Linked DNA regions of Mus musculus: regions 1 and 3 are each linked to region 2. Evidence: chromatin contacts called from public HiChIP or PLAC-seq data. All regions are on one chromosome and are shown on one strand. Each heading gives the region's core, a stretch centred on a gene start, on an enhancer-like site or on the middle of the called end of the contact. The rest is flanking DNA. Distances are from core to core; before and after follow the strand shown. Region 1 overlaps Mpp5 (membrane protein, palmitoylated 5 (MAGUK p55 subfamily member 5)). Region 2 holds the start of Gphn (gephyrin). Region 3 overlaps Mpp5 (membrane protein, palmitoylated 5 (MAGUK p55 subfamily member 5)).

Evidence for each region. HiChIP or PLAC-seq counts read pairs in DNA pulled down with a chosen protein or histone mark.
Region 1: a contact with region 2 is called in an H3K27ac HiChIP or PLAC-seq map of extraembryonic endoderm stem cells. The contact joins the enhancer-like site here to the promoter of Gphn in region 2. A contact is called at or near these places in 14 of 39 promoter capture datasets (the 3T3-L1 cell line, 3T3-L1-derived adipocytes, cranial neural crest and 10 more), 11 of 484 Hi-C or Micro-C datasets (the Ba/F3 cell line, the G1E-ER4 cell line, cardiomyocytes and 7 more), 16 of 115 datasets of contacts at active chromatin or transcription factors (the 230-238 cell line, bone marrow-derived macrophages, cardiomyocytes and 10 more) and 4 of 9 other capture datasets (adipose tissue, embryonic stem cells, liver and 1 more).
Region 3: a contact with region 2 is called in an H3K4me3 HiChIP or PLAC-seq map of bone marrow-derived macrophages, with 3 times the contacts expected there. The contact joins the enhancer-like site here to the promoter of Gphn in region 2. A contact is called at or near these places in 1 of 484 Hi-C or Micro-C datasets (embryonic stem cells) and 13 of 115 datasets of contacts at active chromatin or transcription factors (the 230-238 cell line, bone marrow-derived macrophages, embryonic hindbrain and 6 more).

What each region holds. Positions count from the first base shown.
Region 1 is chr12:78,764,031-78,768,430 of GRCm38.p6, reverse strand. All of the region lies in intron 1 of Mpp5 (membrane protein, palmitoylated 5 (MAGUK p55 subfamily member 5)), which reads right to left. Among named protein-coding and RNA genes, the nearest start is that of Mpp5, 17 kb to the right of the region's middle. Within about 2 kb of position 3,105, at least 5 of the 459 cell types and tissues checked have an H3K27ac peak or open chromatin away from gene starts, as enhancers often do. A contact at or near this core is called in extraembryonic endoderm stem cells, where this site is marked.
Region 2 is chr12:78,225,332-78,229,573 of GRCm38.p6, reverse strand. Gphn (gephyrin) reads right to left here and starts at 2,919. Exons shown (of 23, transcript NM_145965.2): 1 at 2,733-2,919. The coding sequence starts at 2,796.
Region 3 is chr12:78,790,259-78,794,434 of GRCm38.p6, reverse strand. Mpp5 (membrane protein, palmitoylated 5 (MAGUK p55 subfamily member 5)) reads right to left here. Exons shown (of 15, transcript NM_019579.3): 2 at 102-190. Among named protein-coding and RNA genes, the nearest start is that of Mpp5, 43 kb to the right of the region's middle. Within about 2 kb of position 1,809, at least 5 of the 459 cell types and tissues checked have an H3K27ac peak or open chromatin away from gene starts, as enhancers often do. A contact at or near this core is called in bone marrow-derived macrophages, where this site is marked.

The sequences.
Region 1 (4,400 bases), core at 1,856-4,355, 540 kb before region 2:
AATAATCTTGCCAAGGAAGATGGTGAATACATATGTCACCCAACAAGAATACAATGAACTTTCGGTACCACAGTATTATCAAGAGTACAAACAAGCTCTAGCTTGCACAGTCTTAAAGGAGAGAGCATGAGTCTAGTCTAAGTAACATTTTTAGAAGATCAATACGTAAGATAACTACACTGCTAATCCTATAGCAGTTAAAAGGAATTGGCTACACTTTTATTCAAGAATGTTAAGTACTCAGTTGGTACAAAACACTTGAATAGTCACTGACAAGAAAGATTACGAAGGCAGAATTCTTGTCCTTTATGTTTTGAGACAATCTTAGGTGGCCCAGCCAAGACAGCCTGCTACTCACTCTGCAACTTACACATTAACTTGTGGCTATCCTTTACTGCTTTGTACCCTTATATTTAAAAAACCTAAAATCTACCATCAAAATCAAATAAGAACAAAAACTCAGTACAATGTTAATTGTTGACTGCTGTACCAGGACTACAGAAAAAGAGAACCCTAGGAGAATTGGCATAAAAGGAAAGGAATACAAAGCTCAAATGATTCGTTATACAAAGTATTAACACAAGCACACTAATACTAGTAAAATTAAACAAACGCTTTTCAAACACCACTGAATTTCAACTCTCCCAATTAAAAATATATAGAATGAGCCACCTTGAATCCCAACACTTAGGAGGCAGGGGTAGGCTGATCTCTGAATTCAAAGATAGCCTGGTCAACATAGTGAGTTCCAAGCCAACCAAGGCTACATAACTAAGAGCCTGCCCCTTCCCCCAAATAAGTAAATACATAATGAGATGCAGAGCAGGGGGAGGCAGTACACAACAGCTTATTGCTAAAGAGTTTGCCTCTTTAGCATGTACAATCCCTAGCACAGAGGGGGGAAAGTATATAGTATATATAATCTAGTGGAAAACTCCAAATAATGTTTGAGAGTCAACAGCAAAGCTGTATAGAATTTGAATTTATGATATAAGTGAACTGTTTAAGGTAGAGCAACAAACTATTTTCCCCTTCTAATTTTCACTACTACTGCAGAGAAAAATACCTGACCTAGATGTACAATTATCTCATCATTGAATCTTGGTAGACTAAGACAACCAATTCAAATACTCCTATAAAGTTACTAAAACAAATTATTGATAATTATCTAATCTATTTAAAATATATCTAATTATACTGGTAGTCAGAAAGCTGACTCAGTAGAATCACAAGTTTGAGGCTAGCATGGAATACATAGTAAACTTGAAGCCAGTTGGGGATATACAAGAAGACTGTCTCATACCAAAAAAAAAACCCAAACACCAAAAAACAACAACAAAAAAACCAAAACACCAAAAAAAAAAAAAAACCAAAAAAACAAAAAAACCCCCACAACAACGATAAGAATATTTTAAAAAATTTATCTAAATACAACTCATTTATCATATTTAATTCAACTATCATCATCCTTCACTATACCAAATCTAGCTCATATTCTATTTCCCACTTAATTTTAACTTTCATGGAGAGTCCAATATATACCAGGAACTATGTCTTTTACTCTTGATGCACCATCTCAGTTAACTTTCAAAATAAAACCCCTGAGTTAATCACCAGTATAAGTTTATATTGATGTTGAAAAAATTAATTCAGTACATATGACACTACCACTTCAAAATTTTGGCCAACCTAAAACAAATATAATTGTCATTAGGGAGATAGCCCATTACATTTGTATGCAAGCATAAAAACCTGAATTTGATCCCTAGAAGAGAGACACACAGGTTCATGGGCTTGCTGGCTAGACAGCCTAGCCTAATTGGTCAGCAGCAAGCCAGCAAAAGACACGTCTCAAACAGTAAGATGGACAACTCCTAAGGAACAATACCTGAAGTTGTCTGGTCTCTACATACATGGAACCACAAATACACATAGAGTTAAGAAAAAAATGAATAGAACTGCTTTAAAATGTCAAATTCTTGTTGAGCAGTGGTGGGCACATGCCTTCAAATTTCAGCACTCTGGAGGCAGAGGCAGGTAGATCTCTGAGTTTGAGGCCAGCCTGGTCTACAAAGTGAGTTCCAGGACAGTCAGGGCTACACAGAGAAACCCTGTCTCAAAAAACCAAACCAAACCAAACCAACAACAACAAAAAATATAATTTCTTAGTTTATAGGATTAAAAAGAATTCAACATTAAGTCAAAGTTAAAATTTAAGCAAATAAAAATGAGATTAAGCATATAGTAATGTTCTATCCTGAACTATTTTTCACAATATACTTTTTTTAAAATTTCTTTTAGATTTTATGTGTATGAATGTTCTTCCTCCTGGTACCCATGACCTTAAGAGGCTTAAATTCCCTGGGAGTTAGATGGTTAAGAGCTACCACATTGGTCCTGGGAACTGAACCTGGGTCCTTTGCAAGAGAAAGCAAGTACTCTTTACTACCAAGCCATCTCTCCAGCCCCACTAAATACCCAACATCAAATGGTCTCTTTCTCATTCCTGGAGATTCTCTGATTCTTCAGATAGCAACTGAAAGTCTTACAATTCTCATCTACCTCCATCTCACACAGTATGGTACAGGTCTCAAGACTGCCTCCAATTCAGATGTCAGCCTTATGTCCTAAATCTCCTGTAATTCTGATCATGCAGCGATTTATTAACCATGAATTCCCATAATCCCTTCCTCATGTTTAAAAATTTATCAAATGGCTAAAGAACTCAAGAAGGCATTTTGCATATAATCTCTGATTTACATAAAAGAATACAACTTAGGAAATCCAAATGGGAGAGATGCATAGGGGAAAGCATGAGGGTAAGAAGATAGTACGTTCTTGTGTCTTCTCCAGGTGCACATACCAACAGAAGACTCTGAATGCTATCATTTAGAGTATTTTTAATGTAAGCTTTATTTTCACAGCATGATTGATTTAATCATTGGCTTCTGGTAATTCTACTCCACCCTAACTCCTCAAAGGTACAGAATTAACCTGTAATCATGCCTTGATTTTTCTGGTGGCCAGTCCCAACCTGAAGCTATTTAAGGGTCCAGGCAAGAAGTATGTCATTGCAACAAAAGACACTCTTATCACTAAGTAAATTCCAAGGGATTTAAAAGCTCTACGTCAGGAACAGAGAACAAAGTCCAAACACATTTCTCATTACATCACAGCCACACTAAACAGTAAGATACTCAGATAAAAAGACATTTGTTTCTACCCGCATCGAGCTTAATTAGTAATCTGCTCAAGATCCTTTGCTCTAATTCAAGTATATTTTAAATACCAAGTAAGTTGAAGGGTCTTTCTTCAAAATGATAATCTTACCAAAAAGACAACATTAAGTAAGTCTTAAGTAGGCTTCACTACAAAGAAAAACTAGGGTTTGGGGTTAAATGAATTTCTAATCTTCACTATCACAATATGATTTTGAATAATTAATTTGAACCTCAATTTCCTCATTTCCCAAAGAGAGAGTACTGATAAAAACTTGGAAATGTGGTTGGTGATACTTAAGGAATAGATATAGAGGCAACCACACACAGCTTAACACATCGAGAGATGAAACATTAAATACCACTTGAATTAAGAGTTAGGGGAAAGCAAAAGGCAATTTTTATTTAGTCACAGTATATATTCATATTGCTCTAAAACAATAAGAAACAAAGTGTGTGAGAGAGAGAGAAAGAGAGAGAGATGGATGATTATGGGGGCTAGAGAGATGCCTCAGTGGTTAAAAGCACTGGCTGCTGATCTTTCAAGGACCCAGATTTAAAACGCAGCACCCACATGGTGGTTCACAGTATCTACAATTCCAGGGGGTCCAATACCCTCCCTCCTCTGACCTCCAGAATACAAGTGCACAGACACACGTACAGGAAACCACCCATACACATAAAAAAATTGAATTTTTTTTCAAAAAGGTGGTTATTTTTAAGTCTCCAAAATCCTACTAACTTTCTTTTGGCTAGCTGTTAAGCATCTATTAATTCCTATTAAGTGAATCATTTTCAAAAATATTTAAAGGTCACATGTATTGTCCTTAGATAGGTAAGAGTCTCATGGCCTAAGCTCCTATGAATCCCTTTGATACTTCAGTATGCATGTGTTTCAGAGGAGGAGATGAAAGAACCATCAGATTAACAAAACTCTGCATTTTTGTTTTGTTTTTCTGATAGAGTACCTTGGGTCTCAGGCTGGCCTCAAACTCTCTATGCATCTGAGGATGACCTTGAACTTCTGACTATCTTGTCTCTTCATTGTGAGTGCCTGAATTACCCACCACATTCAGTTTATGTGCCGCTGGGAATCAAACCTAGCACTTTGTGCATACTAGTTAAATACTCTATTTACTACATGTCAAGCCCCAAATTATTTTCTAATGCTAAAATTAAAGA
Region 2 (4,242 bases), core at 1,670-4,169:
GGGGGGGGGGGGGGAGTAGCCTTTTAATTTACTCTAAAATTCAGAAAAAATCATTTAAAGAAAAACTGTTCTAAAAATCCCAGAACTTGAATGACATAGCTTCACTTTCAGAGCATTGTTTTTCCCACTGTTCAAGATCACATGGAATGTCAATTCATTGAATTAAGCTGTTTGTAATAAAATCAACTACTCACAGATTGGAAGTTAGTGCTATTTCTTCTGATTCTTCCCCATGCTTTTAGGTTCTATCATAGTAGACAATATTGTATTTATACCAGTAATTCTTCAAGAAAAATCCCTAGAGTTACTTCTGATTTCAAATATCCATTCTATCATCAAACTCTATTGTCCTGTTACCATTTCATCTAAATCTGCGGCTACACCACCACCGGTATGGCTGACTTTTCCTCCCAGCCTGCTGTACTTCATTCTCCTGAAGCAGCTCCTCTAAACTGTCTTTAACTCCACTGCCAACCTTATCTTCTCTCCCTGACATTATGCCACCTACCTCTTCACCTGGGCTTTTCAAGGCCTTTATGCTGCATTTTTATTCTGCTCAAGAGCCTCATCTTCAATCACATATTTATTTATAAGGTTGCTGCAACTGACTTTCAACTCCCCTTTAAACTGCCAGTTTCTTCTTGACCCTATTAAACATACTAAATTTTTCTTTCAGGTAATCACATTTTCTGTTAATCAATTTGAACACAGAATCCCCTTAGCATCTATGCCCAAAATTCACAGGCAATATATTTAGACAACTTTTATATAGTAATGATACATTTTTCAACTGATCACTTATCAGTGTTATCCCTATCAGAGCATAGACAAGAGCTGTATCTTCAGAACCACTGTGTGAAACACCTATTGCTGTCAATTGACCAAAATAAAATAATTAACTAAGTAAAAATACAGGGTAAGAGTCAACAAAGCATGCTCTTCAAAAACAAACCATTCAGCTTAAATTTTAAACATCTAGGGCCTTTCGATTTCTACAGACAGCTGACATATTTTTGTTTCTATAAAATTTCACTTTCACTTATCTATTAATTTTCAAAAAACATGGCCAAAATTAAAAGTTAACGGTGGTAAAGGGTGTGAACACTTACACCACACTGTCAGATTCTTTTAAAAAATCAACACGATCAAATCTAGGAATTGTAAGCTACAACTGAGTTTTCATACAAGGAAACAGTTGCTGCAGGGAAAGATGCACTCCATCTGCATATTCTGATTGGGGGGGGGTGTCCTTCCCTGCAACTGATTTAGATCAGTTTCTTTACTCCAGAGGCGTTGATTCGGAAAAATTCAATAAAATGCTACTAACATCTGCAAATATGCATCATGGAAAGGAAGCCCAGTTACTAAAAATGGGAAACAAAAGCAGGGGTATCCTCTTTTCATAAAAGTCAGCAGCTAAATTAAACACTGTAGTCGGTATCTACTGGCAGAATCAAAGATTTGTTTCTACTTTATAATGAAAGCAAGTTTCATTCAATTTAGTTCCTTCCCGGGCATCATCTCAACCTGTCAGAATTCTACAAGAAAAAAAATTTAAATGAAATAGGGAAGACACTAGGATTCCCTTCTACATAGCTTCTTTTTCTGAAACCACATCACTAAGTCTTGGATTTCCTTTACTCCACAGTAAGCCTCAGACTCCAAATATAAATTCTTTAACCCCCGCTTCTCCGTTCAATTACACTTGAACCATGCCAACTACAGAACCTCAGCCGAAACCCCTACAAATAGGTTTGCAATTCATCTTGGAAGTCGTGCCCTGCAGCAACTGTCTATCTCCAAACTCAGGGATATCACCCAAATACAACGCAACGGAATCAGACATGCAGAGCACACACGACTTCCGCGAGGGAGGGAAACGCGACCCGGGAAAAGTGCGCTCCTCACCAGCCTCAGGACCATCCACCGGGGAGTGAGAATGGGAGGGGGGGGGTGTCCCAAAAGGGAGGGGGAGAAAAGAACCCGACAGAGGGAAATCCTTCCTTCTCAAGGGAAAAAAAAAAAAAAAAAAGGCTGGCTCTCCCGGCCACGGGAAGCAGCCGGTCCTCGCGGAGGAGAAGAGGCAGACAGAGAGGGAGGGCCCTGTGCTAGGAAAGGCAGAAGGAAGGCACTTTCCGGGGTCCGGACTAGAGCCTAGCACCCGGCTCCCGGGGGAGGTGAGGAGTGTCCCGTCGTCTGCAGAGGGGACAGCCGGCCGGCGAAGGGGCAGCAGAGGCGGAGCAGAGTTCGCCTGCCGAACCCCGAGTCCTGTCAGGCAGGTGCCATGGGGCCGCCGGGTGGGGGGGGAGGGGAGAAAAGGGGGTGGAGATGGGATTCCCCCCTCTCGGAAGAGCTTTAGTGGAGGAGGCGCCCGGCCAACCCCGAGCAGCGTGCTTCAGACTGCGGAGCAGGAATCCCGCCGCCCGCACCGGCAGCGCGGAGCCCCGCAGCGCCCGCCGCACCGGCCCCTCGGTCCCCGGGGGCCAGAGACTTTGGCTGCTAGGGCTCCGGGGCCTGACACCCCACCGTGCCTGCCCCAGCTCCCCCGGGGAGCACACGGGAACACCCGAATCCTCAGCAGCTCTCAGCGGTTGTAAAATACACCCCCCGGTCCCCCTCCTCAGCCTGCCCTCTTCCCGAGGCCGCAGGGAAGCACCACCGCGGGCGAGAAACCTCCAGCAAGTCGCGGATAGTAGCCGTTGCGGCTCCCCCGGACCTCCTCCCCCCGTTACCTGTGAGGACTCCGACACGGATTTGATGGTCGTGGTTGGTGAGGATCATTCCCTCGGTCGCCATGTTTCCCAGCGCAGTCACCGCACTGACAGGAGCCAGGAGAAGCCGGAGCCCGGAGCGCGCCGGCCGGGAGCGCGCTTGCCTTGGAGAGCGCGAGAGCGAGGGCGCCCGGGGAGCGCGAGGCGAGCGGGAAGGAGGGGGCCGAGCGCCCGGTGGCCTGCGTGGGGTGGGGGGGAGAGGCCGCGCCAGGAGCGCGCGGGTCCGCGGAGGGGGCGGAGTCGGGCCGCGCGACCCCGAGTCCGGCCGGGAGGAAGCGATCCCGGGGTGGGAGTAGCGGCGGCCTCGCGGAAGACAGAGCGCGGAGGCGGCGGGGCAAGGCCGGCGAGACCCAGAGGCTCTGCGGAGTGAGACCCAAGACGCCTGGATGGCAAGAGACTGAGAGGGGGAAAAGGGAGCACACGCTCTGGAGGTTGCGGGGGCGGACTCGGGGACAGGGGCGGAGCTACACCCCGAGGCGTGCAACTCGTGGAGAGTGAGGGGAGGAGTGCGAGCTTGGCTGCGGAGTGCCGGGAGCGGGAAGGAGCCGGCCCAGCCTAGAGTGGGACCCAAGGAACGTTCCTGGGCGCGCGAGTAGCGCGGGATTGGCTGGGCGGACGCGGTGCGGGTGCGCGCGAGGCACGAACGCAGCCTCGGCGGGCCCCAGACAGAAGCAATCCCCCGCCGAGCCGGCAGCCTCGTCAGTTTTCCGCCGCCTCAGGCCGGCCGGCTCTGCCCGCGATGGAGCCACTCCGGACCAGGTGCGGCAGCGAGGTGGGCTCACCTCCTCTGAAGGCACCGGAGAACCTAGAGGTGGCTTAAGGAAGCGGCATGGGTGGCAGAACGGTGGCCGCTGTGACGAGAGTCCCCTCTCGGGCAGAGATAGGTTACCCTGTGCCGCCCCAGCTGTGACCTGCAGTCAATGCTCCCTCTGACTTCGCTTTGGCCCCGCTCGGTGACAGCCTACCACAGACGTCGTAGACGGAGCTTATGTGTCTGCAGCAGGGCACGTGGAGTGGAGATTCCTCTCTCTCTCTCTCTCTCTCTCTCTCTCTCTCTCTCTCTCTCTCTCTCTGTCGTCCCCTAGATGCTGTGACATTTAAGTTTCAGTGTTTCTGGAATATGGAATTACTCTGAAAATGTGGTCATTTAGTTCTGTGTCTTTCATAAAGTGTTATTAGCCACCTCTATTTTGTGTAGGTTTGCTAAATATCCTTTTCTGGCTTAAGTGTGTGTATGTTTTCTCATTTGTTCACCATAGTAAAACCTAAAAGCAAAACAACAACAAAAAAAGTATCAAAACTGTTTAATAATCTGCTCTTAGTCTAAAATCTCAATTATATGGTTATGTGCGGTTTGTATTGTTCCAGTAAGAACATAGCATTACTCATTCTATTCACTAAAGATTCACATTGTGCCTTTATATAAGAGGACAAAGGAAATGATGGGTGGAGTTGAGAAAGGATAAAATAA
Region 3 (4,176 bases), core at 560-3,059, 570 kb before region 2:
CAGCGTTCTCCTGACATTTTAAGAGGCTGGACTATGTTTCCATAGAAACAGCCTTGTCAGCTAATACAGAACTCAGGCCAAGAATAGTGAAAAGAACTTACATTATTCAAACTGGAAAATCTTTTCTTCTATCCTTATTTCTCTTCTCTGTTTTTTTCCTCTCCCAATATTCAGGTTAGCTTTCTTTTTTCTGCAAAAACAGAAAAGGAAATAATTAACTAAATGTAAAAGTATGCAACTAACCAAGTGTAAAAGTACGCAGTGTTTTGTGGAGAAGCGAAGAAAAGGTTAATTCAGCATAACATTCATTTTTGCAGGTAGTTAGGAGTTTTTGTAGTTATAAATGCATACTATCATTCCATTTATTGACAGATATTACTTAAAATCAATGTTGTTATATATTAGTGTTACTGAAAATGTTAAGTAGTGGGGATGGAGAGGTGAGATGGCTCAGCAGTTACTAGTACTGGCTGTTTTCCAGAAGACCCAGATTAAATTCCCAGCACCCACAGGCAGCTCACAAATGCCTGGAACTCTAGTTCCAGGGGATTCAACACCCTCATATACACATAGATGCAGGCAAACACCAATGTACCAATCTTACCAGTTCCACTCTTAGGTATAAAACCTAAAACATACACATCATCTACACAATACACAATCTGTACAACAGTACAAAAATATCTATGGCAGTATTATTTAACATAGTGAAAGTAGAGAACCTACAAATGTCCACTAACTGATGAATGTGTAAATAGCAAGGTATGGATACATACATGAAATACTGAATAATGAAGAGAAAAAAAGAAAAGAAGAGAAGAGAAGAGAAGAGAAAAGAAACACTAAAACAGGCTATACCAGAGATAAACCTCAAAAACAAGTTTTAAAAGCCACTGGGCATGATGACAGATGCCTTTAATCCCAGCAAGTGGATCTCTGTGTCAGATCAACCAGGGCTATGTGAGACCCTGCTGGTTTTGGTGCTGAGTGAGTGAGTGAGTGAGTGTGTGTGTGTGTGTGTGTATGTATGTGTGTGTGTGTGTGTGTGTGTGTGGAATGGGGAGGGAGCAGTTAGTTCAAAGGAAATGATTCCGTTGGTAAAGTGACTGCCATGAAACAGTCATGAAACTGCCAGGTTCTGAGTTCATATTCCCAGAGCCAACATAAAATGTTCATCATTGTAGCGAGGGTCTAAAAGGCCAGAGTCTAGGGAGTACCGAGACAAGGGGATCCTTGAAACTCATTGGCCAGCCAGCCCAGACAAATTGATGTACTCCAGGTTCAGTTACAGACCCTGTTTCAAAAACTAAGTTGGAGAGGGATTTAGGAAGACATGAGACACTGATCTCCACTTACACATACAAATGTATATGTGTATACTCATACAAACATGTACAAACATATACACCAAAAGAAAAAAAGCAAGTAGCAAAATCCCACATACTATATGATTCCATTTATTAGATGTCTAAAATTGGTGGGACTATAAAGATGGTAGTTAGGAAGGTGGGTAAGAGAATTACAACTGATTGTGTAGGTTTCTTTAGGGAATGATATAAATTATTGGTGGTGTTCATATAGTTCTGAATATACTAAATGTTAACGAATTATACATTATCATACAGATCCGTGAACTGTTGGCCTATGAATGATATAAAACAATACAGTGAAGTAACACTAAAAACAACTGTGATTGCTAATCTCAGTTGTCAACCTGACACACCTGGAAAGGGGAAACCCCAATTGAGGAACGGATTCCAACAGATTGGCAATTGTTAATTATAGTTCATTAGCAACAGGGTAGTTCCACTTTTGGGTAGCTGGGCTTGGGCTTTATAAGGAAGGTAGCTGTGCACAACTAGGAGAACAAGCTAGTAAGCAGTATTCCTCCTAGATTTTTTGCTACAATTCCTGCCTTTGGGTTCTTGCCTTGAATTCCTGCCTTGTCTTCCCTTATTGATGGACTGTAAAGTGTAAGATGAATAAAACTTTTCTTCCACTAGGCTGTTTTTGGTCACTTATTTACCAGTTATTTACTAAACAACAATAAAATCATTAAAATTAAAAAGACTAGATGTACTAAGCACTGAAGGAAGGTATGGAGAAACTGAAACTATATCTGGTAGTTTATGGGACTTAATTCTCTTCTTCTACTATGTGGGTCCCAAGGATGGAACTTGGATTTATAAAGCTTGCCAGCAAGCACCTTTATCTACTGGGTCTTCTCTTCAGTCCTACATAAATTATTTTTAAACCTCACTAAATTGAACACTTAAAATCAAATTTAAATATAAGTTTTGCCTATTTATCAATTTCAAAGGAAAACAAAACCTTATACACCTAACAAGGCATCTTAGAGCTGGGTATACAGCCCAGTCACTAGAATTCTTCCTTAGTATGTATGCAACTCTGTGTTCAAATGCCAGGCAACACGCCTCACCCCCAAAAAAATATAAAAAAAGAAAGAAAAAAGGAGCTATCCTTGTTATGTGTAATCTCTGTCTGTCTGTCTCTCTGTGTGTGTGCTGTGTGTTTGGGGAGTGTTTCAGACAGACTCCTGCAGCTTATGCTGGCCTGGAACTCACTATGTGGCTGACGGTGATCTTGAACTTCTAATCATCTCATCTCTACCTCTCAAGTGCTGGGTTTATAAGTGTGTGCTACCTGCTGGGCAGAAACACTTTTTTAAAAAGGCTATATTCACATCATATAAAGACCCTATTTACCTGCTGAGGATGTAGCTTAATATGGTATATCATGCATCTAGCAAGCATAAGCCCTGGACTCACTCCTGAACACACATGACTCAACTTACTCAACAATACTTAACTAGATGCATGAGTTGCAGTTTCACAAACTTCTACTTAACAATGAATGACTCCTTCGTCCCCTTCTCCGGAAAACAAAAACAAAAAAACAAAAACAAACAAAAAACTCCACAAAAACAAAAAACAAGGATCTAATTATATCCAAAACAAAGTAAATACAAGTCAAAACTGAAATACAGGGAAGTTAGTCACATGAGGCATTAACTCAAATTATTACTCAATAAAATAAGGGCACAAATTTAAACAAAAATCAATCTTCAAGAAACAAATGAAAAAAATCCTTTTGTTTTTTTGCTTTGAGACAGGGTTACGTGCAGCCTAGGCTGGCCTAGAATCTGCTATGTAACTGAGGCAGACTTTCAATTTATCTTCCTGCTTCCTTTTCCTAAGTGTGTGGACTACAGGCATACTATTCCCGGCTGGGAAGCTGGTTCATAATCACCAAAGTAAAGACACTTTTGTGGTTGTTTTGAGGATTTTTTTTGTATTATTTTTAATTATGTGTATTTATATCTTTTTTTTTTTTTTGGTATATGCACGTGTGTGCCTATTTCTGTGGTGGCCAGAGGCATCAGATCCTTGGAGCTGGAGTTACAAACAGTTGTCAGCCATCTGATCTGAGCACTGGGAAGAGCAGTACATGTTCTCAAGCACTGAGCCACCTCCCTATGCCAGGAAGCCTTTATAAAGAACTCCTCTGAAGTAAACTGAACTTTAGCCCACTAGTAACTTAAAAGGTCAAGTACAAATAACCTGGGCTTACTTTTTAAGTAAAGCACAGTCTTGTAATGTCATCTTTAAAATTCTACATAGTTTAGGTTTCAGATAAGAGAACATTTATTTATCATCATATAATTGCATTCCAAAGAAGTTATTGCTATTTGCACATCATTAAAACTATCTTAAGACACACAATGCTGCTTAAGTTTATAAATAGTGGAAGCAAAATTCCATTTTAAAAAAATTTTAGCTGGGCACCATAGTGCACACTAGCATTTGGAAGGTGATGGAGGAGGATCGAGAGTTCAAAACATAAATGAAGCTGGGCATAGTGGCTCATGCCTGTAAATTCTTGAGTCTTAAAACAAGAGGATCCCTGAGTCTGGCCAGCCTCAACAGACAGTTGTGAGCCACCTGATATGGGTGCTATGAGTGAGCCTGATCCACAAATTGAGGATGAGTCTCAAAAAAAAAAAAAACAACAACAACAAAAAAACAAAAAACAAACAAACAAACAAAAAAAAAACCAAAAACCCAAAAGTGCAAAGTAAAAATCCAATTAAGAACTCAAGGAGGACTAAGGGTAACATCTATCTTAAAGCCATAGAATATTCTGTCTTTGTGGACA